3 separate regions of the Zea mays genome follow, and all the other regions are linked to region 3. A link is a contact called in public Hi-C data. All regions are on one chromosome and are shown on one strand. The core of a region is the stretch at or near the end of the contact, and the rest is flanking DNA. Distances in the headings are between cores, read along the strand shown.

Region 1 (4,108 bases), core at 26-2,525, 67 kb before region 3:
CAATACACTAATAAATCAAATCCCAACAAGGGAATCTTCGATTGCTTATTCAGGTCCAAAGCAAAAGTCAACTAGCAAACAATATAACGAGGATTTGGTAAAGTTTCATTTCTCCAAGTGTATTATGTGATGTATTCATTAGAGATGGTATTTTGTGAGCATTCATGAGAGTGTTCTTTATGCAGGAGTTTAATACAGGAGATTGGATGAGAAAACTAAAAGATGACAAGTACGTTCCAAATTGAACACAATAAAATTCGATTTACTATAAATATATGTATGTTACTATACATAATGTATGTTTACTATAAATATAAAAAAAATCTGGACGGACAAATCAGCGACATAAACGAAAAATCTGGACAAAAAAATAAATTAGTGACAGACAAAAAAAGTATTAAACACCCACCATGGGGCTCGAACTAACAACCATAAGATTGAAAGCCTTGCACTGTACCAACTGAGCTAGACAGGCTTCCTGTTTACATAACCAAGCTCGGCGTCATAGATCTTGGCGTCGAGCTCGGTGCCACGTCGGCGCCACGGCGTCCGGTTGTGCCAGCGCAGCACGTAACTCAGCGTCATAGCCTATGGCGCCGAGCTGTGTTACTTCGACGTCATAAGCTATGCGCCGAGCAAATGGTACAAAAATGACATTAAAATTTTCTAGAGTCTAAACGTTATTTTTTTCCCGAGAAAGTGTCAAAATGCAAAAAAAAAAAAAAATCGGCCACGAGGACAGTGTGCAATGGGTCAGCGATAGCGAGGAGCACGAGACGTCCGTAGAGCAGCGTGAGCGGGCACATGTAGTCTTTCGATCCCGACGGGTGGGTGGGGTGTGTGATTACTGATTACTGATTAGTAGGTGGAGGAGGATGGTGGTAGCCTGGGCATGGAGAAGGGGCTAGTTACGAAGGCGCGTCAGAAGTTGAGCGAGAGCTAAAGTGAATGCCTGTAGAAGAGATGTGAGTACTGAGTAGTGGGTGGGAGACAAGTATGTTTTTTACAAGGGATCGTATGTGCCGGAGCCTAAAGCATACTATAGTACACTCATATATCTTTTGCAATAAAGCAATCGAAACAGAAAAGGTTTTGCACCCATCGAGAATTCAGGCATGACAGCAGGGAGATTTGTCCTATCACTTTTTTTTATGCGAAAAAGAACTTTCTAATGTGTACTAGCAAAACAAAGAAAAGCCGTGCAAGGAAACAGAACTACAAGGTCAAAGAAAAGGTTCAGTTCGTTGCTCGCTGGACCACATGTCACGTCTGTACATACATGTGATCGGTGGCCATCACGTCACGGGAGTCCTGTGACTGATGATGTCTGATCGGTCACATATCATTCATCCGCTGCAAGTTGGGCAAAGAGACTTTGACCATATCGAAATCGTCTTTCCCTTTCAAGAAACCCGGCTACCCAGGCCCTGTTTATGACTCAGCTTTAAAAAATTCAGTAAAATTAAAAATCATAAAGCTGAATTTATAAATCTTTAGAAGACATTTAAAAAGTTATTTCATGTATCATTTATATTAAAAATATATTTTAAAGATAATTTATATTTATATTATAATCTACAACTTCACGCTAAAACTGGAACCTAGAACAGTCTCAAACACACCCTTTCAATTTATATGTGAAAAGAAAAGTATATAATGCGATATAAGAGATTTTTAATGGTTGTGAACCAACTCGTTCTAAATTTAATAAAATTTGTATAAAAGAATATTAACATTTATAGCATTAAAAATTAAATTTAAAAATAATTTTTGATATCTACTTTAGCTGATTTTCTAAATGTTAATGTTTTTTATAAGCTTATCAAACCTAGTATATGTTCTTTTAAGAGAGCATCCCTACATAAATTTCGTTGAATCTGGCATGACAAAGTCACGCCTCAACAACCTCCTTTTTAGGGAAACAAGTCAAAAGCCTACATGCCTTTGTGGCGGACCACAAATTACAAATAGTTGTTAGCACAACATAGCAAATACTTCAACAACACACGGGAAATAAAGAAAGGAAGCACAACACGACGCAGGTTAAAGCGACCGAGACGATAATTGTCGAACAACGACTAACACCTCCACTAAGAACAACATACTCATTGGCACGCCTAAGCTATTGCACATCTAGACCTCCCCTTTTAGCTAAGCGTGTTTCATTGCCTTATGGCCATCAGCCATGCAAACGTGGACGAGGACTAAAGGAGGCAGGAGTCACGCCGACCACAACATTTTGAAAACGATGATCTCCCTTTGAGCAAACAAAAACACCAGACGGCACATTCAGGTTCTGCTTGTCATCATCCAACGTCACGCGAGGGGAAATCCTCGTGGGGGAATGGCAGATATTCACTGTCCCGGCATAAGATTTTTGTGCTCTTTTTAACAAGGAGAGCACTGACAGAGCAGAGACACCAAAGGGAGGCTATCATCGCACCATGACAAAGGCCAAAACTCCAGTGCTAAGCACAACGACACAAGAGACCTGCAAGAACATGACGCCAACTGGAGGTACAAGAGACCGGTTGGTGTCTTCAGCTTGTATTGATGACTTGATATTAGTACTGGTTGTGATTACCAATCAGTATTAATGTCTTCTACAACTACATGGCAGTTAAAATCGATATTGACATGTTGTCAGTACCGGTTCTATAGCAAGTGATACTAATGTCGTCAGACGGAAGCCCTTTTCTCTAGCGTGTGTGTGTCGGTGTTTCGGGTCCGACCGCGCACCCGGGGTTGCCCCTCAAGGTGCTTTTTTGGAGTAGGACGGTGTTATCGACTGTAGCTCGATGGTTCGTGCTAAATGCACGAGAGATAGTGGACAGTTGTGTACAGGTTCGGGCCGCTTTGAGATGCGTAACACCCTATGTCCTGGCTGGAATGCTTTAGGCGGTGGGTTACAAGGGAGCTCTCTAGTGCCGGAAAACGTAGAGAGCGGGGTGGATGGCTAAGTGATGAGTGATGTCTCTCTCGATCGATCCTCTTGAAGGGGTGCCCCCTAGGCCTTATATACTCGACCGTGGGGCATTACATGTGGATATGATAACAACGTGAGCGGGAATAATAGTGAACTAACTGAGTCTATCTTCCTATAGTTCAGCCGACTCATCCTCGCCCAGTTCCGACGTACGGGGCTCCTGTGCGGGAAGGTTGGGTCACTGCTTGCAATTATTGCTCAGATGTTGTTGGGCCGTCTGGGCTTGCACCGACCCGGCCTTGTGCTGATTTATCTCACTGTTCGTTCCTCCTAGGCCCACGAGGGGGATGTCCTTACGAATTATGGGGCCTTTGGACCTTTCGTGAGGTCTTTTATCCTTCTAGTGGACCCGAGGGATATCTGTCCCCCACAAGCCCCCGATCTTTGGGCTGATTTTGAAATAAACGGCCCAAAGATCCCTGGTCCAGCTTGCGGTATTTGATTTTGCCAGGGAATGCTTTTGGAAATGAGTCTGCCGGGCCACTTGCTTCAGAATTCTGAGCGATCCGGTTAACATGTCTTCTTTTTATTGTCTTCTCCTGCTATTATTCCTCAAAATTTGGTGTTCTGTCTCGGGTTTGTGCTTCGAAGGTCAGCATTTTGTACTGTCGAACCGTGAAGTCCATTGGGTGCACCGAAGGTGCACCCAATGGGTGTAGCCCCCGAGCTTCGAGTAGATTTTTGCAGACAATCCACTCGAAGGTCTTCACTTCAGGTATTATCAGAAATCATTTTCATCTTCCACTCGTGTTTTTTCAGAGGCCAGCCTTGCCTTAGCTTTGCCTTGTGCTTTAGAGGTCAGCATTTTGCTTCTTCGGGGATGATGATTCATTGGGTGCACCGAAGGTGTAGCCCCCGAGCTTTGAGTGGATTTTTGAAAATAATCCACTCGAAGGTCTTCATTTCTTGCTTTTTCTGAGAATCATCCTTTTCTTTTGTCGAATGCCTTAGAGGTCAGCATTATGGCATCAACGTTATGCTTCAGAGGTCAGCATACATTTTTGTTTTTGAAGCCGAGTACATGATCTACCCATATCTTGCTAAGTCTGGCGATTTATTTGATCTACGACTGATTGGACGTTCGATAGATGGATCTTGACTAGTCTTCATGTCACTTCGTGC
Region 2 (3,949 bases), core at 202-2,701, 120 kb after region 3:
TCTACTGACCTCTAGCACTGGCGGTTACGAAAAACGTCACTGTAAATATGTTTAGGACCGTCAGTATAGAGCTTCTCTGTACTAGTGAAGTAAGTTTGGAAAAAAGCAGTCTAAATTGCTAACATTTTTTTTGAAAAAAATATATTAATCCTCATGTCTCTCTAGATCTAGATCTGTGTGACAACAAAAATTAGTGAAAGAAATATATAGGTAAAATTTGAAAATAATTTAGAGATGACATAAACTCAGCTCTCAAACCCTTCTCGACAAGTTCAAAGCACGAGACCTCCGCCCCTCCTTTTGCAATTTCTCATCTCCACTGCAGCTCTAATGGCATGAACGAAGAGATGTAGTTGCGCATGACCAGGTTTAGCCCTGAGGAGGGAGAAGGGTATTTATAGGGGTTATTTTTAGAATTGGTTGACTAAGAGCACTGTCTCTGCAGGTAATAAAGTTTAGACGTTGTTCTCTTAACAATACCACACTAATGGCTTGTATGGGATCAAGAGGATTGGAGGAGGCTAAAATAAATTTTAGCCTTTCCAAACTCCTTCAATCCTCTTCTCCCAAACAGGCCCTAGTCTGGTTGAAGATGGTTCGATAAACATAAACTGGCCCATCCCTAGAAATCCTATTTTCAGAAGGGGTTTTTCTCAATAGAAATATCTTTGAAGCTTGATTTCCATGAGTGGTTTGTTAGATACAGACAGTGTTCCCTGCCAATGGTACAGGGGGCGGTTTCCTTTTGTCGATTGTCTCTACTGAAAATTGAAAATAGAAGCTGTCTGATGATTGGATTTTTTAGTAGTCATTGAATTAATATGAGAGGAACAGAGGTAATATGTGTGGGATATCAACAACTCAACTACTCAAGATCCGACGAGGTGTGCTCGAGGCCGAATAGCAAAGCAACGCCTCTATAGACATGACATGTTCGTGCTCTCATACACCTGCTAGGTCTGCTGCATACATGTCGTCAGTCAACAGACAGCAGGGTTACAGTTACAGGCCCAGGACATCCGTTTTGCTCCGGTTGAAATGTCTACCTGTCGTCATGTTCAGTGAGGGAGGGAGGAGCACGAACACGGGCACACAGCATGCAGATGCACGCCTCGCGCTGAGTGTCTGATGAATGATCAACAGCACCCGAAGCTCCGGCCTGTACGTAGTACGTCGAAAGCTTCAGATTTATTCTGTATCCAGTCCTGTCTCTCGTCTAGTGCTGTGTTCCGGTCTTCCGGATGGCCGGTGACATAGGGTGGACTCTCTCTCTCTCTCTCTCTCTCTCTCTCTCTCTCTCTCTCTGCCTGAAACCGGCTTCTCACCATTTCATTCATCAACAGAGTAGGCTGTAGTTTTGCTACTTGGACAGATTGCTTCTTTTCTGTCCATCATATATAGCGATCCTCACGATTCCCGGTAAGTCTCTGCCATCCAGTCCAGGTGCATCCTCCCGTCTTCCATCTTCTGCTCGCTTGTATGGGAGACCATCCAGTGCATGTGACACACGACCACACTAGAAACGCCGACCTGCTCGCAATTTGTCCCAGTTCCCTTTGGTGTTGGAAAAGCAGAGAGAAGACCTCCGCAACCACCGCCCCACGTCTGCAACACACGCGGCTGCTCCTGTTCCGGTCGTCTGCAACCTCTACGTCCTGTTCCATGTCTGCAATAGGTCGTCTGCAAGTTTCCCAAAACTTGAACGGAATCGGCCATGTCCCTCGACCGACGACCCCACTAGGCAGCAGGAGCAAAAGATCTGCGTACCCAGACTCATGCTGCTATTCATCATCGTTCAAAGTTGAACAAAATAATGACTTAGATACATTAGGGATCTGGGTCTACAAGAAAAGACCTAAAATAATGACTCAAGGAGTGGGATAGCAAACAAAATACCACGCTTCTGACTGAAACTGAATTCATGTTTTGATCAGGGGCGTCGGGCTTGAAGTGGCCATGGCAAATACATTAATTAGGGACATTTATCCTCGCACGAGAGATTAGAGCATGACTAGTTGCATGTATATGGCTGGCTAGATTTACAAGATGCAGGATGCAGCCTTTACGAGTTTGGTTGTCTAGCCAGCCTCTCTAGCATCCCTCTATAACAGAAGTAAAGAAGTAAAGATTATCTGAGCCTGGCTCTCGATATACCTAGGAAATGTGTTTCTCTAGAGCCCAACTCTGCTCGTGCAACCATTAGTCTTTTCTAATGATGAATTGGCGAGTAAGCATCTTCAATAAAAGTCATAAACAGAGTTGTATTTTCAAATATACGACTTTAACACAAAAAAATCTGCTCCAACAAAGGTCATATTTTTCCAAAACTTTTTGAATAATTATAGAACTCGGTCTTTAGAGCCCCATATGTTGAAGCTCTATCCTTGTTTTTTCTACCGTATTCATAATTGTCGGAGAGCAAATCTTCGGCCGGGTGGTAGAGTGCACTCGTCCTAAATCCTAAGATGAGGAGGGCCTAAGTGTTTTGCTTGTTAGTTAGAAAATGGGAAAAACACAAAAACACACAAGGATTTAGAGTGGTTCGGGCCGCCGGAGCGTAACACCCTACTCCACGTGTGATGTATTGCTTGAGAGCTTGTATGAACTTGTGAGTGTCTGAGTGAGCCTAAGATTGGATCTGTCTTATAACGTCGCATGTCTCCCCTTTTATAGCTGAAGGGGGCATGCACAAAGGTAATGAGCCCCGACATATGGGCCCAGGGACATAAAGAATATAGCACTTGGGGCTACAAACGTTTGCCGCTGGAGCAATCTTCTTGTGCCCTGACATCCGAGATTTGTGCATCCCCGACGTGCAGGGGAGGCTTCTCGTAGAAGGGATGAAGAGCACAGTGCGCCGCTCGGCATGGGCGCACTGTTTGTTAACAGACTAGACAGGCGCGCCGTCTGCTGGATGACCCTGACGCCGTCTGCCAGCAGATTGGATAGGACGCATTAAATGCTGAGAGGGCACGTCGCCCATCAGCATGGTGGCAGGTGGTGCGTCCTCTCCGCAATAAATGCAGAGGCTGCGCGGCTTTATGGGCCTTACGTCAGGCTCGGCCCGTTGGCTTATGTCATGGGCCACAAGCCACGCGGCAGCAGTGGGTCTCCGCCTGAGCGGGGAACGTAGGGCAAGGCCTGGACACGTGCCAGCACTGGACCCTTACTCGTGTCGGGGTCCTCCCCGTCCCGGGACCTTGCTAAGGCCCGGACCCTACTCGGAGGGACCTGGGGCCCACCCGAGGGACCCGACATGCCTTCTTTGTGAGCTCCGGACTTGTACGTACAGGGGTCCAGTGTCCCTCTGTGGATGTCCGGACCCAACGACGCATCCTGGGGTGTATTATCTTTTCTTGCCATGTGGTGCCCTTAGACCTGCCCATGTGGTGGGGTTGGGTGTTGTTCTCCGTGTGGCCTGGAGGTGCCATACGGGTGCAGCGTCTTCATACTGTAGAAGAGGGTACCCCTGATTCAGGGTACCGACAGTAGCCCCTAGGCCCGCCTTAGGGGAGGATGCAAGCCTGCAGGTGGTGCCAAAGTTTGATTAGCGGTTGGCCTGCTGCTCCTGCGCGCCTGTTGACACAATTACTGTTGGCCCGCCTATGGTCATGCCGACTGCCACGCCTATCCCCACGGTTGACTGGCCCGTGATCTTCGTACTCAATGCCACTATTGGGCCACGCGTGGGATGCCTCGAGTCGCTGCACTGGTTCTGAAAACTTATCTTTCCAGTCTTCCGCGACGACCCCGAGAAGACGTGGCATTGGCGCAAGCGGCGGTGCGATTTTTCCGCACCCGGTAACCGGCGCGCCGGTTGTATGACATGTGGGCCTGGGCCCCCATGTTGGACCGCCGGTTGCAGCGAAGCTGAGGGGGCGCACAACCGCGGGGCGGTTGTACGCTTGTTGCGTGGCGGTTCGCCTTTTCGATCGCTGGTTTCAGCGAA
Region 3 (4,457 bases), core at 1,539-4,038:
ATCCATCGAATTCAAAACGTAGCTAGAGTATAAAACTAACCTGATAAGTTGCGATGCCTGTGACCTCAAAATGGTCGCCGGGCTTGACCAGCTTGGCGTCCACACTGACGGCCTTCCCCCTGAGCTTCTCGACCTCGTGGATGGGCCACTGCAGCAGCTGCTTCCCGGTGGGGTCCAGCCAGATCTTCCTTGGGATCGCCTGCCAAGACCACGCGTACAGTACAACCAGTCAAACAACAAGTCGTCCGGTCCCGTCCGATCCGATCGCTACCAGCGATTCAACGCTCTGAAATTTCTACTGCACAAGCAGGGAGGAGCAGGCCGGCGCATGCATGCGTGTGCGGCTGACACCACCGGGCCGGCCTATCTCTGCTGCTATCAATCATGTCGGGGTGATAGATACATAGATAGATAGATAGCGTAGCAGCAGTAAAGCCGACGACGTACGACACGATACGTACATGGATGCCGGCCCAGCCCTTGGCCTTGTCGTCGGTGACGCTGTCGGACTCGTTGGCCCACCCGAGCAGCACGCGGCGGCGCTCCACGGGGTCGTAGAACGTCTTGGACGCGTAGTAGTTGCCGTAGTCGTAGCGCAGGCGGTGGTGGTAGTCGCCGGCGGGGTCGTCGGGGTAGTACCGGTCCTTGCCGCCGTCGTACGACCCGATGGTGTAGTAGTCGTAGCGGGTGAGGTCCAGGCTGCTCTTGAGCACGTACTTCCTTCCGGGCGCGGAGGTGTCGAGGCCGGCCTGCAGCCCCGGCCCGGACACCGGGAAGAAGTCGGGGCACTCCCACATCCCCGTCAGCGCCGCCGAGTGCAGCGGGTGCTTGGCCTTGGTCCACTTCCTGAAGTCCCGGCTCCGGTACACCAGCGCCATCCCGCGCGCGCCGCGCACGCTGCCCACCAGCATCCGCCAGTGCCCCGCGTGCCGCCACGCCGTCGTCGGGTCGCGGAACTGCGTCGCGTTGATGCCGCCGGCCGCCGGCGTCGCCACCGGGTTGTACTCCTCCGGCTTCTCCCACTCGCGGAGCAGCGGGTCGGACGCGTCCTTGGGGAGCGCCAGCACCTGCACCTGGTAGTTGATGTCCGCCCGGTCGATCCCCGTGTACAGGATCGCCGGCGTGCCGTCCTCCAGGATCGTCGCCGAGCCCGACCAGCAGCCGTACTTGTCGGACGGGATGCTGGGGTAGATGGCGGGCTCCAGCGCCACCCAGTTGATCAGGTCGCGCGACACCGAGTGCGCCCACACGATGTTGCCCCATACCGCGCCCTTGGGGTTGTACTGGTAGAACAGGTGATACCATCCTTTGTAGTACAGCGGAGCTGCATGCACCACGTATAGTATAGTTTAGTTGCCAAATATACGTCAGTATGCCAACCAACCGCGCTACTAGCTATGCTATTCTTTTTCTTCTTTTTCTTGTTGTTAGGAAAACTATTTTTTTCTTTCGCTAATAAAGTAGTTGTTTCATCTGAAGTCAAATTCTGTCGTCGTGTACTTGCACCCACCGGCTTTTACACCACTGAATTCTTAATATATGTTGATGTCTTGATGATGATGATTCTTACGCGTTGCTTTCTCATGTGGAGTCTGCGGGGGCACGAGGAGCATGCACTATTTTCTAATGTTTAAATATCCTTCCTTTTCTACTAAATATTAGATAAGTACTGGCTATGTTCTAAAATATTAGTCGTTTTCGTTATTCAGTTTTATGAATCTAGACATATATTGTATGAATCTATAGAAATACTAAAACGACCAATATTTTAGAACGTGGAGAGTACTTTAGAATACTTGCAGACATACACACTACAGATCTAACAGGCAGCACAACACATGGAGAAGATAACTGCAACAACAAGACGGAGCCGGGTACAAGAAAGGCGTACCGTTGGGGTCTGCAGCCGATGAGTTTCGCCGTCGTCCCAGCAATCGTCAGAACCGCCAGCAAGGACAGAGAGAGAAAGAGAGAGGAAGAAAACAACACCATGCATATCAGAACAAAGCTTTGCGACGACCGGACATAAGAACGAACAGCACAAGAACCATCAGCGTCGTGCATAGTACAGTACTTAATCAAACACAGAGCATCTGTATTATTGCATTTTAACCACCACACGCGCGGCGTTTCTCAATTCGCCGCAAGTCTTTCGTCGTTTCCGGCGGCTCTCTACTGTCAAAGCTTGAATGTATAGCTTGCAGCTTAGACTTTTCCGGGGACAGGACAAGGAAAACAACTGCATGCAGCGAGCTCCGTGCTAACAACCGAGTCTACCAAAAAAAAAATACTAATTCCTTGATTTCTCCCACACAAGGCTGCATTCTCTGTATGCATAGCCTGACGCCACAATTGAAACGCTTCTAGTGCATCAAGAACAAGAAGCAACACGAGCAACGCGTGGGTGGCTTGAGAACAGGGAGAGATAGATAGAGAGAGAGAGAGAGAGAGAGAGATTAGATGAGCATGGCGCAAAATTAAAGGATGCCCAAGCGGGAGGAGGGGTGATCTCCAAAGACAAGTAGCTAGCATACCGTTGATCCAGTTCATTGGCGGCTGGAAATGGTACCCCGTCCTGAGCAGGGGGCTGACAATGGAGGCCGGGACCGACGGCGCCGCCTCGGCCTCCAGGCTGCGGTGGATCACATGCGACGCGCCTGCCAGACGAAGCGCGAGCACCAGCACCAGCACCACCGCCCATGGCGCGAGGACGACCCCCCGCGGCCGAGTCCCCATAGCTGCGTTTCGAGGAAGAGAGGGACAAGGGACGGTTTGGATTGGATTGGATGGACGGGGCATCGGCCGGGTCGGGGCCGTTTTATAGGGGAAAACTGCACGTTCAAGCCGGCTGGCTGGCTGACTATTCGAGTATTGTAATCTCCATCCAACCCGGTGGATGGCAGCTGGTGGAGTGTGCTTGGTTTTCGTGTTCCGGAACCAGCCAACTGCGCTGCGCTGCGCCGCGCGGGCCCCTCTCCTTTGTTTTGTCATCGAAGAAACAAATTTAACTACAACTTGGTACTACGACTTTTTCCCCTCGATCGAGAAGTGTAGACACATAATCCTTCCAAGATTTCAGAGGTCAGAAAGCAAATCCCGTCGGAGTAGTGGTTTATCTATTGCAAGTATGAATACATCGTGTGAAAATGATAGATTGGTTTTATTATCTTCGTTTTAGTCCAAGCATGGAAATCTAGCATGCAAAGAGTCGGGAAAAGGCGAAACATAATACGAAGATCCAGGATTTTCATCGGTCAAAAATAATTTTCGTGGATCCTTATTAAAAAAGATAATAAAAACTAGTTATTAGTTTCCACCGACAGACAAAAATTAGGTGATTTTCATATGCTTTAATTTGAGAAGTTGTTTCGTTCTTCCTCTCTCTCATGCATGTACCAAGTCCCCACCCTCGTGCCCGCGCCACTTCGCACAAAGGGTAACCGTCTGCACCGACGCCATACCATCCCGAGCTACGTCTACCATTGTTCTTATCTCCAACTTGAAAAGTAAGTTTTAATTTTTGTTTGTAGCCCACAAAATTTAAAATTATCAATCTCATAAATACTGATTATTGCACGATTAATTTAGTAATTATCCTATATTTTTTAGTATATTAGTTTGGTAAATGTAGTTATGATGGAATATCTATTGGTTAGTTTTTGAAGATAATTAAATTTTATTTTTATCTAGTAATAAGTTTTAGCATTTGAATAAAATATTGTATTATAACATTATTTAACATAGAAGCAAGTAAAATATCGATTGGTTCACGAAGTGTATGTGTCATCCGTTTCAGTTGGCATACTTCACAACGTTTTACATGTGAGAAATGTTGTTTCAAGATTGTCCCTATTTGAACAGCCATAGAACAATTGATAGTGTGCTATTTATGATGAGGCACGAGTTCGAGTGAGATTTCGACATCATAACCCTAATATTCTTCATTGCACCATATTTATGCATGAGATAGAGAACAATAGAGCTATGTTTCCAAATCACGTTCGACCTCTGTAGGCTCATCTATGATTAAATTTAAACTATGTTGTTGTTTTTAGGTGAGTTTAGGACATATCATTTCTCATATATGTAGGACAGTGATATATATAACGAGAGAAGTTCATCTGTCATCTTTAGTCCATAGGATTAAATATGGGTGACCACTGTAGATGGATGTATGATGGTTGAAGTAAGAGCGACAATGTGAATGTGAGCAATTTATTAACAAGCACTATTGTTCATCAATTCAACGTTGTAGCCTAGATGTGTTCAATCCCAAATCTAGAATTCATATTTTTTAAAAAATAGAAAATTTTGAATAATATGCCATATACAATAGAGTTTGAACTCTATCTATATGTTTAGAAAACACTAATTGATATGTTGTCACTACGAATATCACTAGAAATCTCAAACAAAAGATACCTAAAATCTATAACATTCTTAAAAAAATTATGCAA

Evidence for each region. Hi-C and Micro-C count contacts between places; a contact is called where the count stands out from the background.
Region 1: a Hi-C map of leaf shows a contact between it and region 3, with 5 times the contacts expected there. The contact joins the enhancer-like site here to the promoter of LOC542314 in region 3. A contact is called at or near these places in 2 of 25 Hi-C or Micro-C datasets (ear and leaf).
Region 2: a contact with region 3 is called in a Hi-C map of ear, with 5 times the contacts expected there. The contact joins the enhancer-like site here to the promoter of LOC542314 in region 3. A contact is called at or near these places in 2 of 25 Hi-C or Micro-C datasets (ear and leaf).

Annotation. Positions count from the first base shown.
Region 1 is chr5:172,827,723-172,831,830 of Zm-B73-REFERENCE-NAM-5.0, reverse strand. No RefSeq gene overlaps it. Among protein-coding and RNA genes, the nearest start is that of LOC103648360, 55 kb to the right of the region's middle. Within about 2 kb of position 1,275, at least 16 of the 20 cell types and tissues checked have an H3K27ac peak or open chromatin away from gene starts, as enhancers often do. A contact at or near this core is called in ear and leaf, where this site is marked.
Region 2 is chr5:172,636,878-172,640,826 of Zm-B73-REFERENCE-NAM-5.0, reverse strand. No RefSeq gene overlaps it. Among protein-coding and RNA genes, the nearest start is that of LOC100281259, 92 kb to the right of the region's middle. Within about 2 kb of position 1,451, at least 7 of the 20 cell types and tissues checked have an H3K27ac peak or open chromatin away from gene starts, as enhancers often do. A contact at or near this core is called in ear, where this site is marked.
Region 3 is chr5:172,762,370-172,766,826 of Zm-B73-REFERENCE-NAM-5.0, reverse strand. LOC542314 (cell wall invertase 1) reads right to left here and starts at 2,788. Exons shown (of 7, transcript NM_001111899.2): 1 at 2,535-2,788; 2 at 1,892-1,900; 3 at 462-1,324; 4 at 41-199. The coding sequence starts at 2,736.